2 separate regions of the Hordeum vulgare genome follow, and region 2 is linked to region 1. The links are chromatin contacts, called in public Hi-C maps. All regions are on one chromosome and are shown on one strand. The core of a region is the stretch at or near the end of the contact, and the rest is flanking DNA. Distances in the headings are between cores, read along the strand shown.

The links. Hi-C and Micro-C count contacts between places; a contact is called where the count stands out from the background.
Region 2: a Hi-C map of leaf shows a contact between it and region 1, with 4 times the contacts expected there. The contact joins the promoter of LOC123445246 here to the promoter of LOC123445245 in region 1. A contact is called at or near these places in 5 of 6 Hi-C or Micro-C datasets (leaf and seedling) and 1 of 1 datasets of contacts at active chromatin or transcription factors (embryo).

What each region holds. Positions count from the first base shown.
Region 1 is chr3H:574,501,746-574,507,946 of MorexV3_pseudomolecules_assembly, reverse strand. It overlaps LOC123445245 (probable mitochondrial import receptor subunit TOM20), which reads right to left and starts at 3,809. Exons shown (of 6, transcript XM_045122208.1): 1 at 3,571-3,809; 2 at 3,372-3,450; 3 at 1,192-1,361; 4 at 959-1,006; 5 at 481-561. The coding sequence starts at 3,672. It overlaps LOC123445244 (SNF1-related protein kinase regulatory subunit gamma-1-like), which reads left to right and starts at 4,025. Exons shown (of 2, transcript XM_045122207.1): 1 at 4,025-5,358; 2 at 5,460-6,004. The coding sequence starts at 4,310. The coding sequence ends at 5,739.
Region 2 is chr3H:574,759,280-574,765,480 of MorexV3_pseudomolecules_assembly, reverse strand. It overlaps LOC123445246 (F-box protein At1g67340-like), which reads left to right and starts at 2,821. Exons shown (of 3, transcript XM_045122209.1): 1 at 2,821-3,177; 2 at 3,291-3,453; 3 at 3,569-4,631. The coding sequence starts at 2,951. The coding sequence ends at 4,315.

The sequences.
Region 1 (6,201 bases), core at 2,560-5,059:
AAGGGTTAAAATAACTGACATATTGAATCATCAAACAATTTATTTTCACTCTTGTTAACACTACACATTGGATTGACTAGAACAACGAGAGAAGGATGTCTAAGGATCCACATTTATTTTTACACTGCCTCTTTACTAAAACAATTGACAGCAATAGGATGGGTATAAGACCATGTGCGAAGGGTTAACTTAAAATAACTAATATATTGAGTCATCCACTGCCGGTTTACTGAAACAATTTATGTTCACTCTTGTTAAGACTACACATTGGATTGACTAGAACAATAAGAGAAGGATGTCTAAAGATCCACATGTATGAGCAATTCAAATGCAAATTTCTGGGTGCTTTGGCAGGAAATGAGATGAACAGAACCAAAAATATGTATAGTAAAAGACAAAGGGACTCTTACATATCTCAAGGGCAGAAAATTTAATTAATAAGCAATAAAGAGATAAACAAAGCAATGCTACACAAAATACCCTTGCATTTGAGGACGAGGGTGCTCCTTGTGAGGCTTGAGATGCGATTTGCCTATGGATCTCCAAATGCAGTTCAGGTGCCTGAGGATGATTGCACGCAAATGTTACAGAAAGGCAATACAAAATGACATGCAGGCATACTCAAATATGCTACCAATAAAAAGTTCAGAGTTAATTTAGATACAAAGATACTACAGATACAGGGTGGTTAGGGGATTCAAATTCCCATTTAGCTTAGAAGCTCTTGTGTTGCTAGTGAGCCAATCTGAGTGAGACCTATTAGAAGTTCTCTATCATAGGCATGGGGTGCTGTCAGCTATTAAATTATGTTACTATGTTAGGCAGCATCAAATAAAAAAAGGAATCTAGAGATGATTAAAAAACTTGCATCAAAACAACTCGAATAGTTGAATGACATGGTATAATGGTATCATAAAGACTGAGCAAAGATATAGCCAAACATAATAATAGAACAAACCTTTGATGACAAATCCAATGACTTCCTGTACAACTCATTTGCTGGTTCCTACAAGAAACATGGACATATATCAATCTCCAGCTGAATATGCTTATTGAAACTTATTAGAAGAAACCGTTCCAGAGGCTTGTGTGTGGAGCTGAGTGCATATTGCACTTAAAACATATGATCTCAGGCCCATGGATCAGTCTCTAGCATGGAACACGCAAAGTACTCAAGCAGACTAAACATACCACATCAACAGCCCTCTGGAAACAACCAGTTGCTTTTTCAAAGCATTCATTAGCCTGGACAGTTTCCGAAGTGAAGAATCCACGAGAGGTCAGGGCATTCCCCAAGCACCAGAGTGCATCAGCCTTGTTGGGATCAATTCTCAGTGCTTCATCCAGCTTAGACTCCGCATCTATAAGAAATAAAACCAGATCAGCCAAAATACCCCACTTTTGACCCCAATCATAAACTTAATACTCCCTCCGTCCCAAAATAAGTGACTCAAAAATGACTCAACTTTGCACTAAGTTAGTGCAAAGTTGAGTCATTTTTGAGTCACTTATTTTGGGACGGAGGGAGTACATAGAAGGAGCACAGTTAGTTTAGTTAATGAACACAAAACACTCAATCACGCACAAGCTATATGATAGTATGCGAACTCCAAAATATTAGTATCTATTATCCCTCCAACTAAACAAGCATGCATGTAATCCTACTTTCAGGATGAATCTAGAACACGGCGCTGTTGATAACAAAATAATGCACGCAAATAGTACATGAAAACAATCAAACTGAAGTTATATAATTAATCTCTGCCGAATTATTTTGGAAGGTCATTGTGTTTGGCAGCATAGGCCGAGCCTGGTGTTGCAATGCAGTATAAATTTGAATACAGTAACTGCTCTAATATCTGCCATGTGGTGTATTCTTGAAATGAATCTAATGCATAGGTAAATTTGAATCCAGTAACTGCTCTAATATCTGACATGTGGTGAATTCTTGAAATGAATCTAATGCATATGTCTCCAGCAAACCACCTCAGAAAGTGTTCATAGATCAAAGTGTTGCTTCGTTGAACACCAAGGAAAAAACGCTAGGCGCTACTAGTGGATTTTGCCACTGCCTAGACCCTACCTCACCTAATCACATGCTTAGCATGATTAAGAGCTAGGCGTTCTGCTATCGCCTAGCACCAGGCACATTTCAGTGCAGGCCTAAGCACACTTATTTTTTACTAACACAGGAAAGACAACTCCAAAAAGAAAACAGTACAACAGTAAAGCTGTTTCTAACGATAAAATAACTTGGACGAGATCCCATAAATCTGCCTGTTATTCTAAATATACAAACACCACCATCACCATCAATCTGATCAACGCACATAACGAATGCAACTACAGGCTCCATATATATGTTACAAAGAACACCACACATTCCATTCAATCACACAACAATGCAACTGAAGGTTCCGTACATGCTGGGAACAAAATCACACACAATCAAGGATGCTACAAGCACTCATCTTAAAGAAGGTTAAACAAGCTGTGAAGACACTCCAGACACCTAATGCACATATGTTCACTAGAACTACTAACAGTCTCAATGTCTGTTCTGTGGTTGGTAACATCGTACCAACAAACCCAATACAGCAGTGTTCAGCACACCATCCATAATGATCTCCTATTTTCTCACAAATGAGAGTAACCTATTTCTCAAGTATACTAACTTAAATAAAAACTGGTGACCATAAAACGCTCACTCGCGCACAAGCTGCGTGATTATATGTGAACTCCAAAATATCAGTGCCTATTATCGCTCCAACTAAACAGGCATGCCCGAAATCCTACTTTCAGAATGAACTCAGAACATGGCGCTATGATATATAACAAAATAAAGCAAGCAAACAGTACATGAAAACAACCAAACTGAAGTTTTACAATCAATCTGTGCCAAATAATTTTGGAAGGTCAATGTGCTTGGCAGCATAAATACCATCATAAAACAAATGCAACTACAGGTAAAACAAGCTGTTAACACACCCCAAACGCCTAATCCATATATGTTCAGTTGTTCACTAGCACTACAAACTGTATTAATGTTTTTCTGTGGTTGAGAATACTGTACCAACCCAATACTGCAGTGTTCAGCACACTACCATCCATAATGATCTCCTATTTTCTAACAAATCAGATTAACTTATCATGACATAAATAAAAACTAGTGCGCATAAAAGCGCAACTACGTTAAACACAATAACATTTATAACAATGCTAGCAAACCAGACTAAAGGCCAAGGCCCGACTGTTATGTAGGATCTGCTCCAAGTTCGAACTTCTCTAGAGGGAAGCAATCGTAGCCACCGAATCTCCACACGGAAGCAATCCAAATTCACCGAAGAATACACACGAATCTCGCGGCGTACCTTCGAGGCACTTGAGGCTCTCCGGGCCGTTATGCATCTGCGACAGCTCCAGCAGAGCGCCGCCCCATCGCGTCAGGTTCTGCGGACGCACAAAAAAAAAAGCATCAGATCAGATCAAATCAGACGGGGCCGCAGTCGCGTTCCCCTCGGAACAAACCGACGGAGCGGAGCAGGAGGAGGGGGCAGGAGGAGGCGTTACGTCGGCGTCGAGCGGGTTCTCGTCGTAGGTGGCCTTGGCGGTCTTGCAGGCGAGGTCGAAGAAGAAGAGCCTCTCCGGGTCGTTCATCGCTGCCATGTCCATGGCGACGGCTACGGCGACGGCGGCGAGATCCGGTGCGGCGGCGAGGCGGGGCGGTGCCGGGGGCTTCTCTAGGGTTTTAGGCCTCGCTTCGATTTGGGGGAGGTGTCGACGGAGGTGGGGAACTAGTTGTTGGTGTTGTATAGGGGAGGGGCGGAGGGGATCGAGCCGCTTTTCTAGGACGCTGCCAGGTGGGCCCTTTGAACTTCGTCCCCACCTGCCAGCGGAACAGCGCGTCCGCAGTGGGTCCCCGGCATGACTTGCGGAAGGAGATAGAAAAGCGTACCACGCGGCCCGGCCCATCTCGGCAGTTCGTGCCGGGCCCGTTCCAAGGTGCACTAGAAATTTGGGCCCGTTTTCGTCCAGAGGAGCTCCGTTGTTTTCTTTTGCTGGAATTTTGGTGCATGTCTCAGAGCTCAGCTGCAGTGCCGGGCGGCGGACCACTTGTCAGCGCCCCCTGTCGTTCTGGCGCGAAACCTTCGGGCAGCTCGCCCGCGGCACCATTGTCGGGCCGAAGCAGCGACCAAGCAACGCAACGCAAGGTCAGTCGTGGTCGTGCACGAGGGAGCCAAGAAGACGAGAGTAGAGCAGAGGCTTCCGACAGACAAGGGAGAGAGGGGAGGGGGGAGCATAGCTAGCCATGCAGGCGAGGCGGGAGATCCGGACGAAGCCGGAGCGGCGGGAGGAGGAGGAGGAGGATGCGGCGGTGGCGGTGCCGGAGACGCCGCTGAGCGCGCGGTGGAGCCCGGAGGCGGAGATCGGGATGCGGGTGGAGGACATCTGGGACAGCCTTGACCAGCCGCAGCTGAGCCGTGGCGACAAGCTCAACAGCTGCTTCGACGCCATCCCGGTGTCGTCCTTCCCGCAGACCTTCGGGTCGCAGCTGGTGGACATCCCCTCCGACGCCACGCTGGCCGAGGCCGTCGACATCCTCTCCCGGAACCGCATCAACGGGGCGCCCGTGCGCAACGTGGAGGCGCCCGAGGACGCCAGCTGGATCGACCGCTACATCGGCATCGTGGAGTTCGCCGGGATCGCCGTCTGGCTGCTGCACCAGTCGGAGGCCTCGGCCTCGGCCGCGGCGCTCGGCGCCGACGAGCTGGCCGCCAAGCTCGGCACGGTGACCCTCGACGCGGGAAGCGGCGGCGCGAGGGAGCTGAAGCCGGCCGCGGCGTCGGAGGCGGAGGGCGCGGTGGCGGAGGCGTTCGGGTCGCTGCCGTCGTCGGAGCTGTTCATGAAGACCAAGGTGAAGGACATCTCCGGGTCGTTCCGGTGGGCGCCGTTCCTGGCGCTGCAGAGCTCGGACACGTTCCTCACCATGCTGCTGCTGCTGTCCAAGTACCGGATGAAGAGCCTCCCCGTGGTGGACATCGGCGAGGGCACCATCAGCAACATCGTGACGCAGGCGGCGGTGGTGCACATGCTGTCCGAGTGCGTGGGGCTGAGCTGGTTCGAGGACTGGGGCACCAAGACGCTGGCCGAGCTGGGCCTCCCCATCATGAAGACGAGCCGGCTGGTGAAGGTCCGCGAGGACGAGCCGGCGCTCAAGGCCTTCCGGCAGATGAGGAGACGCGGCGTGGGCGGCATCCCCGTGGTGGACGGCGCCGGCAAGCCCGTCGGCAGCATCATGATCAAGGACGTCAAGCACCTCCTCACGGCCTCGGACTCGGAGTCCAACAAAGACTACAGGTGATACACACAGATTTCACTCGCTGTGTAACTTGTTGTGGACCAGACATGTAATCGGGAACAAACAAACGGTGGACGCATGCATGGATGGATGGATGCAGGACGCTGACGGCGAGGGAGTTCATCGCGAGCGCGCGGCAGAGCTCGGGGGAGAAGCAGATGAGCATCATCACGTGCACGAGGGAGGACAACATGAAGGAGATCATCCTGAAGCTGGACGCGGAGAAGAGGCAGAGGATCTACGTGGTGAACGAGGACGGCAACCTGGACGGCCTCATCACGCTCAGGGACATCATCGCCAAGCTCGTCTACGAGCCGCCGGGATACTTCGGGGACTTCTTCAACGGCGTCATCCCCATGCCGCAGAACAGCAGGGTCTGAATTATCCTTCTGTTTGTTTCCTACAGTACTAGGCGAGATCAGGGTTCTTTTGTGTGCAGTAACTAGTAATTCTCGGCGTTTTCTTTTTCCTCCTCTTCCATTTTAACTCTCCCTAGTGCTTCGTTAAAAACTCGAGCTTAGCTTCATTTGTTTTCGTTGTCAGTTCTGCATAGCTAGCTAGCTCATCATAATGAGGAACAATGTGGTTATCTTCATCTTGTAAGCTGATAGAGTCAGTTCAACAACTGGAATTTGGGACTTGAAACACAGTTGCTGTTATGCGAGGCAGACTGAACAAATCGCGCATTTGCTTGCGTGGAATCTGCTCATGTCTGAAACTGCACACGCACTCGTTCCTTAATACAGTGATGTAAATCCACACAGCAGGAGTATCAGCCATCGGCACAGAGTAGACAAGGATGTAAAAGTCTGTACAATGTGACTCTAAACCTGTCCCTAATC
Region 2 (6,201 bases), core at 1,572-4,071, 260 kb before region 1:
GGCACAAAAACAGAGCGACCGTCCATGCACGACCGACATCTCTAGAGCTAAAGCCTATCTCTCATGGTGGATCTCTAAGAGCATGGTTAATACTATAGTCAGCTACTGACAATAAGTAATTATCATATCATGTATAGCCTCATCTCATAACCAACATGTATAATAGTTGATTAAAATATTATACTACTTTTTTTATTATATGATGGACCTTTCACTCTTATAAAGTGCCTAGAAAGACGTGCTAGAGCCGGTTCTGAAGAGCCCGCTTACCTTTTCTCCGCTCTTCTCTTTTCTTCCAACTAAACAAAAATATACTTTATTATTTTATATTTTATAGACGTTTGGTTCAGTTCTATTGTATTTGCTTTAAAGGATGTCTCAATGCATTTCGCGTCCGACAGTCTCCAAAGTTCAATTGAATCGGTGAAGGTTATGCTTCAAATCCTAATCGTGTTATGATATTATTTTTTTGTGGGGTTTGATGTGATCAGCAGTGGCATGCAATAACTTCTTGTCTTCTCGAAGAGTGTTTGCTCTAGGAAAACAAACACTCTGTGATCAAAGCAAAGTTGGTCAAGGAAGCTCCCCCAATACCTTCTGCATATTGTAGACAGAGGTCTGGTTTCCTCGAAAGATTGAAGCATAGGAATATTTGATATCTCGAAAATGCGTTAACCCACTCGGGACCATTGTATGTACTTCCTGGACCATTACACAGTTATCATGTAAGCTCCCCTCACGCAACCGCGCCAATCGCTTCACCTCACACCATTTCGTTCACCAGCAAGCTAATCGGAGGACAACAGTTGTGCACAGCAAGCAGGTACAATCTACGTACACAGCTCAAGAACTCGACACGGCACCGTCCACTCCACCGCGATCCAGAAATCCCACCGTCGAATGCGCTTTCACCAGCAGACGTTGAATCATCACACGCATGCAAGAATCTCCCCCTGGAGCTCCACGTGAAGCGCCTTGGCGCCTTCCCCGCGAACTGCATCCGCCCCTTTCCCAAAACTCTCGCTGGCGACACATGCATCGCATTTCAGGAAGAAAGGAGGGAAAGACGAAGGAAAAGAGAAAAGATAGAGCAATGGGGGTCCTCGGGCCGGGCCCGTGCGACGCATCGGAATCAATCGTCTTTTCTCCCGGAATTCAGACGGCCGTGGCGCTCTCCTACCCCTGCCTCTGCCGCTCGGGCAGATGCAGATGAACTGCGCGGCGTAAAGAGTAGTAGTACGTGCTCCGACCCAGGCGCGAATAAAGAAAGGGGGAGGGGAGGGGAGGAGAGGACGGACATGGCGACGGAGGCGGCAATAAAGAAAGGCCGGGCTGGCGTCGCGGTCAAAGAGCGGCACGCAGCTGCGGGGGGAACCCGAGGCGCGACACATGGAGGAGATCGCCGCGCGCACGGTCACCACGCCCGCATGGCGCCGCGCGCCGAATCGTCACCTCCTCCCCGAGGCCCGAGGACCGGCCATCCATCAGCACACTCAACAACAACGCATCCGCCTCCGCCTCCGCCGGCCGAGGGCGACGCGACGCGGACGGGCGCCCGGCCGGCCGGCCCAGACGACGAGGTCACGGAGGTGGTGGTGGTGACCTGCCAGTGCCAGTGCGAGTGCCAGTCAATGCGTCCTTGGCCGCCCACCAGCCCGGCTCGCCGTCACCGCCCCGAAGATGCCGAGCGCGGGATGGCGCCCCGGATTCCTTGTCCTGTCCACGATGCGTGCGCCCTGTCGCCCAACCGACGAGCTCGCTTCCCTCCATATTTTTCTTGCGTCCCTCCTTATTTTCCTTGAGGTTATCATACCACGTGCCGCCCCGCGTGACAAACTATCGCTTACGGTTCCCAGCCGAACACGAAAAACATCTCCTAGTTCTTCGACTCTCCTCCCGTATGGAACGCTTTTCGACCGGCTAAAAATAAACTTGTCGTACACCACCAACAAGAAGGAAAGCGTTGCGTCCGGAAGGAAAGCAAGGGAGGGGGGGAGGGAGAGATCGGGTCGAGGTTGGAACCGATGGTGCATCAGCAAAGGAGACAAAGGGTAGCGTCCAAACCGCCCCCGTCGCACCAAGCCGTCCAAACTGCACGCACGCACGCACGAGACGAGGCTACTCGTTCATCGCTACACTCTACTACGTGCGTGCCGCCACTTGGAATGGGGCTCGGCAGTCCACGGCCGGACCGAAAGCGTTTATGTCGTGAGCTGAGCTCGGAAGAAAGAAAGAAACGCCGCCGCATGCACAGCGCCACAGCGGCCCGCGCCTTCACGTTTCCGTTCAGCCCCGAGCCCGATCGCTCGCTCGCTCGCAATAAACGCGCGCCTGGCCCCGTCCAGCACTCCACCCATTCCCCGTACTCTACCGTCGTCCTCGAAGCCGAACGCGTACGGTACTGGTATCATGGACTCCCGGTAACGGCACCGTTTGACCTCCAAAATAAGTAATTTTTTTTTACTGAAATTCACACGCAATTGACGAGGAGTAGCCTTGGAAACGGCCCTGGCGACGTGAATGAGCGAGCAATAATGCCCGTATTTCTCGCAGGCAGCGAAGCTGGCCTTTTGCATTCATTTTCGTCCAAAGATAGAGCCCAGCACAGCCCAGGCCAGGCATTGATGCCCTCCACGCAGGCGTTGCATTCATGCCGCACGCTATCAAGACGACTATACTCCTACTCTACCACTCACTGGCAGCAGATAGAAAGTTAAAGGGCGCGGGGCGGGGCGGATGAAACCGGGACTCGGCTGACAGCCGGGCCCGGGTCACCCACGACGGCACGGTACGGTCTGGGCTGCGTGTATAAAAGGGGGCGCCTCCCGCTATCCCTTTTCCGAAACATCTCATCTCATCTCATCTCTCATCTCTCCACTCCACCGCTCCCCTCCTCCCCTCCCCCGGAGAAGAACGGTCCGCCGCCACGGCTCGTCCGGCGAGACACAACATGAGGACCAGGAGCGGCTCTCTCTATCCCTGCGATCCGGCGGCCCCCGTCGCCGGCCAGAAGAGGAAGCGGTCCCCCTCCGCCGCGGCCGACGATGGATGCCGGAAGCGCCTGGCCGGGGGTCCCGACTATTTGGATGGCATCCCTGACGACCTCGTGCTGTCAATCTTCTCCAAGCTCGCCGCGTCCGCGAGCTCCCCCTCCGACCTGCTCTCCGTCCACCTAACGTACGCCCCCGCGCGCCTCCCTGTTTGGTTCAACTGCTTCAACTCCTGCCGCTTTGTAGGAGCATGTATGGATGGTTGGCTGAACGTGTTTGTGCGTGCCTCTGGCGTTTCAGGTGCAAGCGGCTCAACGGCCTCGGGCAGCAGGACATGGTGTTCGCCAAGGCCTCGCCGGCGTCGCTCGCCGTCAAGGCGGCGGCGTGGTCGGAGCCCGTGCAGCGGTTTCTGAAGCGCTGCGCCGACGCCGGCAACCTCGAGGCCTGCTACATTCTCGGCATGGTAGGAGTCGATGACCAAATCCAGTTGACTTGATCGTTTGTCTTGGCATCCGTGCATGCATGCATGGCCGGAGTTTCAGGGATGGAGTGCTGACGAACGTCGTGCGTTTTTGCAGATCCGGTTCTATTGCCTTGGCAGCCGGAGCGGCGGCGCGGCCTTGCTCGCGAAGGCGGCGGTCGGCGGGCACCCGGCGGCGCTCTACTCGCTGGCCGTCATCCAGTTTAACGGGAGCGGTGGCGCCAAGTCTGACCGCGACCTGCGCGCCGGGGCGGCGCTCTGCGCGCGCTCCGCCGCGCTGGGCCACGTCGACGCGCTCCGCGAGCTCGGGCACTGCCTCCAGGACGGCTACGGCGTGCGCCGCGACCCGGCCGAGGGCCGCCGCCTCCTCGTCGCCGCCAACGCCCGCGAGCTCTCCCTCGCGCTCGCCGCCGCGGCGGCCAGCGCGGCCTACCCCTTCGCCTCCCTCCCCATCGGCGCCGTCGCAGGCGGCGGCGGCGTCAGCACCAGCCCTCTCCTCTCGGACTTCGGGTGGAGCCTGCCGGAGGCAGAACCCCACACGGCGAACCAGTTCATGTCGGACTGGTGGGCGGCGCGCGGCGTGCAGGCATGCGCGAAGAAGCCCGACGCGGCGGCCACCGGCGGCGACGGCGGGGAGGGCGAGCTCCGGCTGTGCTCGCACATGCGGTGCGGGCGCAAGGAGACGCGGCGGCACGAGTTCCGGCGCTGCTCCGTGTGCGGCGCGGCCAACTACTGCTCCCGCGCGTGCCAGGCCCTAGACTGGAAGCGCGCCCACAAGGCCCAGTGCGTGCCCATGGACCGCTGGCTCGTCGGCGCTGCCGGCGCCGCCGCGCCACAGCAGTGACCCGCCCCAACGGGCAACGTCGAACATGTACCAGTAGCACCGGTGGCTCCACGGCGCGGCCGGTGGACCAGGCGTAGCGGAGTGGACGACGGTGATGATAAATGAGGATGCGTTTTCCTGGCGTTTTGCTTTCTTTTTGCGGCCGTTTGGGTGTCGTCTTGTCAGATGTACGTACTCTACTAGGGAAGAGCGGACGAGAGATTCTACTACTCCAGAACAGAACTCTAGCCTTGTTTTCTTAATCTTTTCTCTCTCTTTTAACTTTAAAAATCAATTAGCCCCTCCTAAGTTAATCAAATCAGTAGCAAGGCGAAAACCCTGGATGCCGCTTCGAACTAATTTCCTACCACCGGTGTATAGTGTAGTAGGCGTTGCTTGTGTCGCCTTGTGTTTTGGTGTTTTGGATGGATGCTGTGGGGGGGGTAGAGTGGAAGCACGGGCTCCTACGTGCCGCTCGTAGCTTATCAGATGAGTAGGGGGGAATCGGTGGCCGCGCCGTGAGCTGAGCTTCGTCGTGTAGGCTTTGGTTTGGCTCTCGAGGCACGGGACAAGCTGGAGGCTTCCCTGTGGCCGCTGGCGTCGGGCTTTGGGAGGTGGAATCCATGTAGGCTACCATACCCAAAGTCACACCTTTTCTCCTCATTTCCTTTACTTTTCTGTTACCTAGGCAGGACACGGCATGGATGGAAACAAGATGATGATGATGATGCTACGTAGTACGACTAGCCCGCTCTGTTTTTATATGCTCCAACACGCAACGGCATACATCTGTACGTACGTACGTACGTACATGCACACGAGTAAATTCAGTCGAAAAGAGTAGACTAGACTAGAGTGGAGTGCAGTTCGATAGCTCCGGTTTTTCTATTCGGAATGTATACACGAATCATTGAACGGACGGACGAGTGCCGAACCTGTTGACCTAGCGTGGCCAGCGCAGCGGGACACCGTTAGGCTTTGGCATGTTGCACAGGTGTGTGTATGTGTTTGTGTGTTCTCTGCTCTGTGGGGAGAGGCATGCGCCAAGAAGGCTCCCGGCATGGTGCACGACTACATACATACATGCGTCTACGGAATGTGCGTGGCGCGGGTGCTTCCACGACGTGGACGTCTGCGGTCGCCGGCGAGACACCCAACGTGGACCTGTGGGCATCAGGGAAAATACCGAGCGGTGAGCATCATTGTTTTAGCCGATGCTAACAGCGAAAGCACGGGCCGAACTGACGGCCGGTGTCCGAACTAGACCGTAGGAGGAGTAGCATCTGCTTTGCTCAATTACTCCTGCCTTTTTCTAACGTGATTGATTGATGGTGCTACAGTTAACATCATCTGATTATATTACTATTATTATTTGCAATAGGGTGTATGATTTCTTTGTTTAGAGGGGGTGGCGTGTGGAAATTTCAGGGACAACTGCAGAAAAATTAAGAAGGCAAGAAATAACAGGTGCGGCAGTAAATAACGGGCCAGGCTCGGTCAGAAAATTTGGTGGTGCCCATCGGTGCGGGCGGCGACCCAATGAAGCGCATGCAAATATAGACGCCCGGTCATCCTCTTCGACTGTACTTAACGGAGACCAAGTGGCTGTCCCACGTCGGATACCAGAAGAGAAGATGGCGCCATGACACCGGCTTCGTGGGCGCACAGCGGACTCCTCCACCACGTTACCTAGGCCTGAGAAAACTCAGCCCTCGTGATGCCCGCACGTTTGACCCTGCAAATAATGCCAGAATTTATATACATACTAGCAAAAGGGCCCGTGCGTTGCAACGAGATAAAAAATATCATACGCTTTTAATCTTTTTATAATCATTTTAATATATTAAAATAATAAGCTAACTAACTAATGTAGTCAGTCTTGTCCTATTTTGTTGAGAAATCAACCC